3 separate regions of the Sus scrofa genome follow, and regions 2 and 3 are each linked to region 1. A link is a contact called in public HiChIP or PLAC-seq data. All regions are on one chromosome and are shown on one strand. The core of a region is the stretch at or near the end of the contact, and the rest is flanking DNA. Distances in the headings are between cores, read along the strand shown.

Region 1 (3,338 bases), core at 331-2,830:
AACCCCAGGCAAACAGCATCATCTGTTATGGTAGCTGAACAAATAGGCTGGGGCTCGAGTGGCTCTATTCATCAGCCTTTCCACTCAGTGATTACTGAGCACTGTACCTGGGCTGAGTTTACTGAGATGAGCAAGACCCAAGGCTGGTCTCTGCCTTCAAGGATCCCCCAGTCTGACGTGAAACAGTCACATGAGCAGTTAGGATACAATCTGGCCTGTGCAATGACGGAGGGGTCCACTAGGAATATAGGAGAAGGGGAACCAGGCCCTGCTCAGGAGAGTCAGAAAGGGCTTTCTGAGAGACATGGGTATGAGGGTTTGAAGGGTAACTAGGAGTTAGCAAAGGCAGGGTTGCTGAGGGCATGCTGGGCAACAGGAGCCAGCTGGTTGAGGTGACAAGCGACAGGCAGTTTGGTGTTGCTGAAGCCTTGATGCGAAGCTGCTTGCATCAAGACAGTCTGGAGAGGGACCCAAGGGCCTATCACAGGGGCTCGATGTCTTTCACTCAGGGTGGAGGTGGCTGGGAGATTTGGGTGGTTAAGCAAAGAAGTGACACGGTCAGATTTTAGCTAAATAACTGCCTGCTGTGTGGACTGTGGATAGGGGGTAGAATCCCCTTTCTCTTGGGATTGGGCTGAATTCCACCCCCACCCCCACCCCCCCGCCACCCCAGCCCAGGGCCTGCAGGTACACAAGACGGCCTTAAGAACAATCTTCCTAGCCAAGTCTTAGTGAGTGCCGCCACGAGCCCGGCTGTGTTTTATGCGCTGCATGTGGTATAATCACTTATCTTCCTGACAGCCCTGTGAAGAGGGTAGCATTCTTCTTTTTCTTTTTAGGGCCACACCCACAGCATATGGAAGTTCCCAGGCTACGGTTCTAATTGGAGCTGCAGCTGCCAGCCTACACCACAACCAGGGCAATGTGGGATCCATCTAAGCCATGTCTTTGACCTACACCACAGCTCACCGGCAATGCCAGATCCTTAACCCACTTAGCAGGCCCAGGGATCGAACCCACATCCTCATGGATACTAACCAGTCAGGTTCATTACCGCTCAGTGGCACAGGAACTCCCAGGGGTTCTTACCATCCCGCATTGTGACCACGGGGAGGTAACCAGGCACAGAGAGGTTAAATTATGTGTTCCAGCTACACATTCCAGGACAAGCTGCTGAGCTCCAGGATCAACCGTGACCACTCTCCATCTTGTCTCTTCAGGGTCCACCCTCCGGAAGGTTCTCACAGAGGCAGAATGTTGCACTGGCAACCTGCTGCAAGTTTATGAAATCTTTTACACAGATGACCTCATTTCAGCCATGCAACAGTAGCTTCTGTGAGGTAGGTATATTACTCATTGCTAAGAACACCGACTGAAATGATTTGCCAAAGGTTAGAATTTAGGTGGCAGAGACCCAGACTTGCCTTTTTTGACCTCGAGTCCAGTATCAGGTCTCACATTCATTTGTCAGTCGATGCCCCTGCCAGCTTCGCAGTCCACACGCCACGTGGTTCAAAGGTCAGGGCATTTTCCACTCCTACTCAGCTGCCTCCTGTCGAGGAAAATGCTTTTCTGAACTGAGGAAGCGAGTCACAGAGAAATGTGTTGCTGGCATTGATTTCCTCTGATTGGGCAATGGCTTCCGCCATCTGCACCAGGCGACGTCAGCCGTCTGGATTTCAGCCAATGCTCTCCCACCCAGGAAACAGACTTCCGGCCAGGCTCTGAGCCCGCTCTGGCCTCCCTGGAAGGACAGATCTCTCAGTCTGCAAAGTGAAAGACTGAAACTCAGATCTCAGGGAGGGTTTTGCTAAAGGGAAGGAGGTAAAAATGGGGAAGAGGAGTTCAGAGGACACTGGTGAGGAGTGAGCAGATGTCCCCTCTGTGTGGAGCCTGGGGTCTTTCTTGGGGCAAGATGGGGAGGATCCAGGGATCTGACTGGGCGGTTAAGATTTTGTGACTAATAGACTTAAGTAAATTGCAGGGTAGTGGGGGAGAAAGGTAAGCAAAGCTGAGGAAATCTGGAAAAAGTTACACAGAAAGACACAAACACAGAAGGTCAAACATAAGCCAAGAATAGGATGCTGTTCTCAGTCCTCATGTGCCTTTCTGTGGACACTCAGTCTTGAATAAATCAGTAACATGGGAATAAGTAGCCCTTTACTGCTTTACTCTTCGAACTATAAAAACACACCAGTTTAAAAATCTAAATAACAGATAAATAAAGTGGAAATTTTAAACATTCCTTCCCCATCCCAAACCCCACTCTCTAGGCCTGGTTCATAAATATGTCATTTAAGCTATTCCTTCAGCCAAAATTCATCTTATTTAATCCACGCAATGCCCCTATGAGGTAAGAACAATTACTATGCCTTCTTAAACTAAAACTGTGGTAAAATACAGACAATACAGGCTTTACCATTTTGGGGAACTGCAACGGCCACTGAAGATAAGTGGGCCACCCTTGCACTCTGGCCTACCTGACTCACCAGCAGAAGGCGTTGCAGCTTTATTAGCAGGTGCTGGGCCACCTTGATTGTAGTGCATCCACGGGGACAGATATTGGCCCCTTACTTGTTTGATAAGAGCCCTGTTTGAAGACTATAAGAATGAAAGGATTTGGTAAGGGCTACTCAGCTGCTGAGGGAGGCAGAGGAAGAATTAATTCTGCCACAATCAGCATCCACAGCCACTGACCTTCCCTAATTCTTGTGGGGACACCTCTTAGGAGAGCTGTGAGTGTTACAAAGTTCCTTGTGTGGTACTTAGATGACCAACATCCTTCCGAGAAGGTGATGTATCCTAATTTCTTTATCAAGAGAGAGCAGTGGAAGAAACTGCCCAGGAAAAGGTGGCCGTGAGAGGGTAAGAGCCTGCAAGGGACACTTTTTCTTTTTTAATCTCTTTTTAGGGCCACACTGCAGGTTCCCAGGCATAGGGGTCGGAATGGAGCTATAGCCACTAGCCTTCACCATAGCCACAGCATCACCATATCCAAGCCATGTCTGTGACCTACACCACAGCTTATGGCAACGCCATATCCTTAACCCACTGGGCAAGGCCAGGGATTGAACCTGCATCCTCAAGGATGCTAGTCAGATTCGTTTCTGCTGAGTCACGACAGGAACTCCAAGGGATACTTTCTCAGTAGCCCTCAGGCTGAAGCTTTGCTCCCTGCCTGTAAGGAAGATGACTCACCCCCACTGTCGTGGCACATTTCGACCAGCCCCCTGGGAGCAACCCGTGAAGAGAAAGAGAGAGGAAGATCCCTCATCATTTGTGCTTGCAAGGAAATAAGTACGGAACACACATACTTACTCTCATAAAAATAACTAGAC
Region 2 (3,338 bases), core at 312-2,811, 52 kb before region 1:
GTCATTTATTTCATTAAATTTCGTACTAAGAAAAGAATTGTAAATGTGACATGAATAACTTAGGAAGACCTTTTGCATTCATTATCTCGCTTCATTCTGACTACAACAGTCAAACAGGCTTTTGGTTTTCAGAGAGAACTGGAGCTGTGCAAAGTTAAATAACTTGTTTAGGTTCCCACAGCTAATATTTAAAAGGTGGAGACAAATTGAAACAAGTTTTCCAATTGTAAATTCTTAACTTTCTCGCTGCCCTAAAACATAAACATTCTATTTTAAGTGAGTGGAGGGGGTCTTACACAACTTGATGTTCTTTTATTTAGAAGATGCCTGAGAAATTTGTGTTGAATCCAATGTGAATTAACAGTGATGATCTTGATATCACAAGTCCTTTATTACAGTGCTTACTGCACTCTATTGTTCATACACTTTTCACCAAATTGCAAGATCCTGGAAGACAAGGAGCTAATTTTTAATCATTTTTGTATCCCTAGTTCCTGATTTGGTGGACACTTAGTATCTATCAAGTGAAGAATTGAAGAATACCACTGAGAAGAATACCACTCAGACTTGAGCACATCCAGTTTTTTTCCCCATGACCCCCGCCCCCCCGCTCCTTTTATTTCAATTCTGAAGATCCTGGAAGGTTTCAAATGGTCAGCCTCCCAGTCAGTGAAATCAATGAAGTGAAAAAAACAGCGACTTCGAAGTGTCTAGGGAGGTAGGCTGGAAGACAATGAAATTCTATCAAGGATCTCACCCCACAGTTTTCGGCTTCACAAGAAGGCAAAGGGTTAAACGCTGCTCGAAGGCCCAGATCTCTCTCACCCCCCACCATGGACGGAGAGTTCTGGCATATCCGTTTCTCTAAACCAACTTATTCTTGAACACATCCTCTACACAATTACTCCTCTATCCCGCAAGGCCCTTGATACAATTTTGTTTCTCTTTCAATATCATCATTAAAAAACTCCCAAGGAAATAGCAAGAGGACAATCCCTTCCTTCTTCCTGAAGTATCTGGAGAAGGAGCGGCTTAGTGGAGTTCATGCTTTAGGTCACCGAAGGACCAGCTGTTAGATAGTAGTGCAGGGTGCCGCATTTCTCCCCAGTTTTCGCTGAGCTAAGCAGTCCAGTGTTCCCAAGAGCTACTGCAGCGTGGAGCTTTCAGGGCGTGCCCCTCCACCTCCCAATGTCTGGCACCCCAGGGTTCCCAATTCCTGTATCCCCGAAAACTACTCTCTTTTTGTTCCAAAAAAGTCAGGCATAGCGGGAAAAAACCCTTGCGCAAGGTTACTTTTCACAAAAACCAAACCAAACCAAACCCCCAAACCCAGTACCCACCCATTCGTCCTTTCATATTGCAGCGTGGACAACAATAGAGGACTACAACTCCCAGGGAGGACTGCGCTCGTCCACCTGAGCAGGGACCAATGGACGTCTGATACATGACAGGCACGAACTAATCAGGACCAGACTCTAAGAGGCTTTGTCTCCTCACGGTGGCGCGGGGCGAGTTCTCCCGCCTCCCGGCCCCCGCGCACGCGCGCCCCGCCCTGCCCGCCTTTCCTCCCGCGCCCTCCCCTCTCCTTTCTCCCTCTCAGAACCTTCCTGCCGCCGTGTTCGGACCTCGCTGCTCCAGCCTCCGGGGCCCGTCCCATCCTTCCAGCCTGCGACCGGGAGCAGAGAAAAACAAAATTACTTATCATTTTCTTGCCCCGTACACACCTTGAGGCGAGCAAAAAGATTAGAATAAATTTTAACAATGAGGGAAATCGTGCATATCCAGGCCGGTCAGTGTGGCAACCAGATCGGTGCCAAGGTAAGATTTTTTTGTTTAACCTCTTTAAACTATATTTCTTAGTGAGAAAGAAAAAAAAACCCAGGTAAATTAAAAAGAATGGTTGTGGAACATTTGCATTCTCCATCCGTAGTCAAGCCTTGCCCCCCAAAAGTTTTATATGTATAAAATACGCGTTTGTAGTTAGGGTCTGCTTTTGAAAAATGGGGAATTCTTTACTCGGCGGGTTCATTTTGGGGAAGCTGTTAAAAGCACCCTGTAGGTTTAGGAGGCGGGAAAACCGAGCTTCTGTAAAATTTTACTTAAAAGGGGATCTCCTAACGGTCCGAGGACTTGGGGAGCTCGAGGGAGATGCGGAAACGGCCGGAGACAAAGCGAGGCGAGGTTTTCCCCATGTGCATTCCCCTTGGCGGGGCTTTGTAGGGCTAAGCTGAAGGGGGAAGGGGCGAGGCTGGCGGGCAGCCGCAGATAGGTCGGATCCAGAGGTGGGGGAACGCGATGCACCAGAGTGGGCTGCAGTACTCGATATCCTTTGCAAAAGCTCAGGGGTCTCCGCGCGCCTGCAATCCCCAAGGGGTGATCGCTCAATTTTTCGTGCTGGAAGGCTAATACGTGCTGGATTAACTTTAGTTCCTTTCATTTACCCTAACGGAGACCCTTTTAGGGCGTGAACAGAAAAATGGGAAAGACGGTGTCCTTTCTTTAAAGGGTCCCTTAGAACTAAAGAGTAGGACAAAAGAAAATCCTCAAAGCAAAGGAGAAAAAAAGGGTAGAAATAAAATTCCGAGGCCAAGAGGGGGAGGGGTTTTTTCCTCTTTGCGCGCGGTTACAGTGTAGCGGGGGAGGGGCGGGGAGGAAGTGCGGCTGCAACGTTGTAGCAGAAGGGCGGGACCCGGGCGCCCCTAGCGCGCGGGGACAATACAGCCTGGCTGGCCGGCGGGGGGCGCACTAGTCCCGCCCAAGCCCCGCCCCTAGCGCTCAGGATTTGCGGTTCGCCCCCGCCCAAGCGCTGCGCCTCCCTTTGTCGGCGGCTTAACCTGCGCGTGCGCTGCCGTCACGTGCAGGGCGGGGGTGGTCGCCTTCTGCATTGGCTCCCGCCCCGGGCTCTTTGTGCCCAGTGTGAGGGGCGGGGAGAGGTTGCGCTTTCCGGAGCTGGTTGATTGCCTCCATCTACTAACCCTGGCGCCCGCGATCGCCGGGCCCTTCCAGCCACACATCTCACAATCAGTGAAAGCTGCACCCTTCCCGGGGGTGCCACTGTCTCGGGGAAGGGTGTGGCAGGCGGAAGGAATGCTGGACCCTAGGGGAGAGCCCACTACGGGAGTGTCGGGAATGTAAATGGGGGGGGCGGAGATTGTAAGGGACTGGATCCTGAGCTGTTGAGGACCCATTGCTCTCGCCCGGCAGTTCTGGGAGGTGATCAGTGATGAACATGGCATCGACCCCACCGGCACCTATCATGGGGACAGCGACCTGCAGCTGGACCGCATCTCCGTGTACTACAATGAAGCCACAGGTGAGGGCGGGGGCCAGGGAACGAC
Region 3 (3,338 bases), core at 558-3,057, 35 kb before region 1:
GCAGAGATCAGGAAGGGAGTCAGAGTAGGAAGAGGAAGGCCCCGGGGAGAGAGTCTGCTCTCCAACAAGCTCCCCATCTTTGCCCCACACCTGGCCTCATCTATATCCTCGCTGCCCCCACTCTTCTAGCCTCCATGCTGCCCCCTCTCCCACCAGATACTCAATAAGCCCGTAGTGACCAAGTGACCCCGTCTCTCTCACCCGGATCCCAGCATCTCTCTTGGCCTCTGCTTCCCCAATCCGAGCATCTTTTTGGACTTGAGCTGTTCGGGCCTTCCCCAAGGAGTGCAAATAGTCCTGTGGGAGCAATGGAGAAATCAGAGTCCTTGGGAGGGTTTAGGAGATGGGGGCAGGGCTGTGGAGAGGAGCCACTGCCTGGGTTTACCTGATCATCGTGAATGTCCTTCAGGGTGTAGCTGACCACGCTGATGCCCATGTTGACCAGGTCTGAGGAGGCCACTTTGAAAACTTGCTCAGAGAATTTCTGCCTGTCCTTATAGATTTCCTAGGATAACAGGAAGAGAGGTGGATGTTCTGTTGTGGCTCAGGGGTAATGAGACCGACTAGTATCCATGAAAATTAGGCCTTGATCCCTGGCCTCACTCAGTGGGTTAAGCACCCAGCATTGCTGTGGCTGTGGTGTAGGCCGGCAGTGGTAGCTCTGATTCCACCCCTAGCCCGGGAACTTCCTTACGAAGCCCTAAAAAGCAAAAACAAACAAAAAAGACACGAGAGAGGGAAGGAGGAACGTAAGTGCTCGGATCCCCTGGCCACTGTCTCCTACAGGTTAGCTCAGTCCTTAACCCCCCACTCCCACCCCAGCATCCTTTACAGATCTTTCCGGGCCCTCAGGCCCACCTCCACAGTCATGTGGGCCATGATAGCCCTCTGGTGGCCCTCCAGCGTCTCCAGTGCGATGTGGGCAATCTCAGCCTCCGTCTTCCCCAGGAACATCTGGCAGGCAGCCGCCAACATCTCCTTGTTCTGGCCCTGGATTTTCACCTGTAGCCAAAATACGGTTAGGGATAACCTAAAGGTCTCATGAAGCCAGGGGGAAGCTGGGAGAAAAGTGGGGAGAAGTCAGGTGCCTTGGGAGTCACTGGAGAAGTGGAGACATTTCTCATCTGCAGAGGTTGGGAAAGCCACGGTCAGAAGAATCTTAACGTCTGGGGATAGAGAAAGTGACAGGGGAGTAGGCTTTGAGGGAAAGGCTCTGAAAGCCTCACCTGGGCAATGCCAGTGACTGAGATGGGGACCCCATGGCGAGTGTAAACCTTTTCACTCTTGACATTGAGAGTCAATGTGTTGAGAGAGATCCTAGGGAAAAAGAAGGAGTGAACAGTGTGAAAAGGAGGAAAGAGAGAAGACAAGGGTTCCCTTTCCTTAGTTCTCCTCTCACCTACCTCTGGATTTGCTGGATGCAGGGCAGGACAAAGACACGACCTCCAGCCACCATGACTGGGGGGCTCCGGCAGAAACCTGGAAGGTCGAGAGGCAGTGGGCTGTGGTGGCTGGTGGCCAAAGTAGAGCTGGAACGTGGAAGAGAGAACTGGGCAAGGGCGGGGGGGCATCCCCACGAGGAAATCCGGGAGCGGGCGGGGCAGGGGGCGGGGAGCCTGGGCCTTGGAAGGGTATCGCTTGCAGCCGTGAGGGGTGGTGTGGGCGGAAGGCTTGGCGCTGGGGAGCTGGTAGGGAGAGGAGGAAGGGGCCTCTGCAGGGACGGAGGGGGGTGCGGGTCACTAGATGAGATGAGAACAATACTTACCAGAGACCACCATGGCCTCGTTTGGGCCACAGGTGAAAAACATGGCTCAAGGTGGAGCTGGAGGAGGGGGATAGAAAGCCTTTGCAGATCGGAAGGGGCGCCGTGGAGTACACAGGAGTAAACCTCTTCCTTTTCCCTGGCAGTCCCGCCCAGTCTGTGGCCGCAGCGGCCCAGTCGCTTCCTCACCCATGGATCCGCTAAGGCTTTTTCCCTGTGCAATTTCGCAGATCCCCAGCGACTGCCTGCTCCCTGCCCCTTGCTGTCCCTGCCCCACCTTCAGAAATGACTGTTTCTCCCTTCTCCCAGCCCCTAAAGGCCCCCAGACCCTTGCACCACCCTCCCCGCTCCTCCGCAGCCCGACTCCATCTCCCCTCCCCCAACTACCTTCCTGGACGCAGGCGGCGGCCGGGCAGGGGTCCCTGGCAGGGCGGGGGCGCGCAAGGGACCCGTGCGCGAAGCAGGGGAAGCTCGCGCAAGGCCTTTCAAGAAGCGGGATCTGGCTTGGCGCCCGCGCCCCCTACCCGGCCACACCCTGTTGCTGCGGCAGACACGACCCCGCCCCCCGCAGCACCCCACCCGCCCCCGGCGCTCGGCCCGCCCCTTTCCCGGCAGGCCCTGCTCCGGCCCGCAGCTCGCAAGTTCCCCGCCCACCCCTGCGGCCGAGCGAGCCACGAGTGGGACTGGGAGCCCCGCCTCACGCCCCTCCCCACGCTCCGCCCCAGCGCGCGGGACGTGACCTTCGTGTGTCCCGCACCCCGGGGTGAGAGATTGACTCATCTCGGATTTGCCCCGCAGAAACTAACTGGGAATACCGCAGACTGGGCAACGAACGACAGCATCCGGTCACCGGATGCTGGGTTCCGAGCCTCGAGTCTCGGGGCGGGAGCCCAGGGCCCCCGGGAGGAGAGCCCTCTGGGGATGTGGTCGTGGCTCCTCCCGCCCGGCCCTGGAGCCTGAAGTCTATGAGGAGTGGGCATCACCGCTTGCAGAGACACTCACATGACTGTTGACAGTAAATCAAGTTTATTTGTGTTCACAGAACATACTGGGCGACCCCACAGCCGCCCTCTGACAGCCCACTCACCCCCGCAGCCACCCCTTGGGGGCAACTTCAAGGAGATCGAAGGCCAAGGACAATATTTCCACGGTCCCCCGAAGCCTCACATAGTAGAGCCGAGAGTTCAGATGCTGGAGGACCTAAAGTGTCACCCGCTAAACCTAGGACCCACCACCGTCTTCGATTCCCAGCCCGGACCCGAGTTTTCTCCATCCCTCTCCCACCCTCCCTCAGTTCTGGTGCTTGCCTCCACCAATCCCACAGAACTCAATAAATACCCAGAGATCTGCACTTGCAGCAGGGAGCACATCTCGCTCCGCAGCATAAGTTAAAATAAATATTAGGTGCCCCCCTCCATCACCTAGGGGGACATACATAAATACATATAAATATTATTAGGAGCAATGAGAAATAAATTAACAACAGTCTTCCTCCCCATCCGGCCCAGCCCCAGCGTGTCGGTGCCTGTCTCTCCCAGGCTCCCAGGGCGGGCGTCTCCGCTGTAGTGTTCTGAGT

What was found. HiChIP or PLAC-seq counts read pairs in DNA pulled down with a chosen protein or histone mark.
Region 2: an H3K27ac HiChIP or PLAC-seq map of alveolar macrophages shows a contact between it and region 1. The contact joins the promoter of TUBB here to the enhancer-like site in region 1. A contact is called at or near these places in 14 of 47 Hi-C or Micro-C datasets (adipocytes, alveolar macrophages, blood and 9 more) and 2 of 2 datasets of contacts at active chromatin or transcription factors (alveolar macrophages and skeletal muscle).
Region 3: a contact with region 1 is called in an H3K27ac HiChIP or PLAC-seq map of alveolar macrophages. The contact joins the promoter of FLOT1 here to the enhancer-like site in region 1. A contact is called at or near these places in 3 of 5 promoter capture datasets (fetal liver and liver), 26 of 47 Hi-C or Micro-C datasets (adipocytes, alveolar macrophages, blood and 14 more) and 2 of 2 datasets of contacts at active chromatin or transcription factors (alveolar macrophages and skeletal muscle).

What each region holds. Positions count from the first base shown.
Region 1 is chr7:23,298,316-23,301,653 of Sscrofa11.1, forward strand. No RefSeq gene overlaps it. Among named protein-coding and RNA genes, the nearest start is that of IER3, 33 kb to the left of the region's middle. Within about 2 kb of position 1,581, at least 51 of the 83 cell types and tissues checked have an H3K27ac peak or open chromatin away from gene starts, as enhancers often do. A contact at or near this core is called in alveolar macrophages, fetal liver, fetal skeletal muscle and 5 more, where this site is marked.
Region 2 is chr7:23,246,266-23,249,603 of Sscrofa11.1, forward strand. It overlaps TUBB (tubulin beta class I), which reads left to right and starts at 1,562. Exons shown (of 4, transcript NM_001044612.1): 1 at 1,562-1,818; 2 at 3,205-3,313. The coding sequence starts at 1,762. It also overlaps a transcript of MDC1 not described here.
Region 3 is chr7:23,262,791-23,266,128 of Sscrofa11.1, forward strand. FLOT1 (flotillin 1) reads right to left here and starts at 1,808. Exons shown (of 12, transcript NM_001128483.1): 1 at 1,766-1,808; 2 at 1,404-1,479; 3 at 1,227-1,317; 4 at 859-1,002; 5 at 386-505; 6 at 202-297. The coding sequence starts at 1,808. IER3 (radiation-inducible immediate-early gene IEX-1) reads right to left here. Exons shown (of 2, transcript XM_001927551.4): 2 at 2,770-3,338.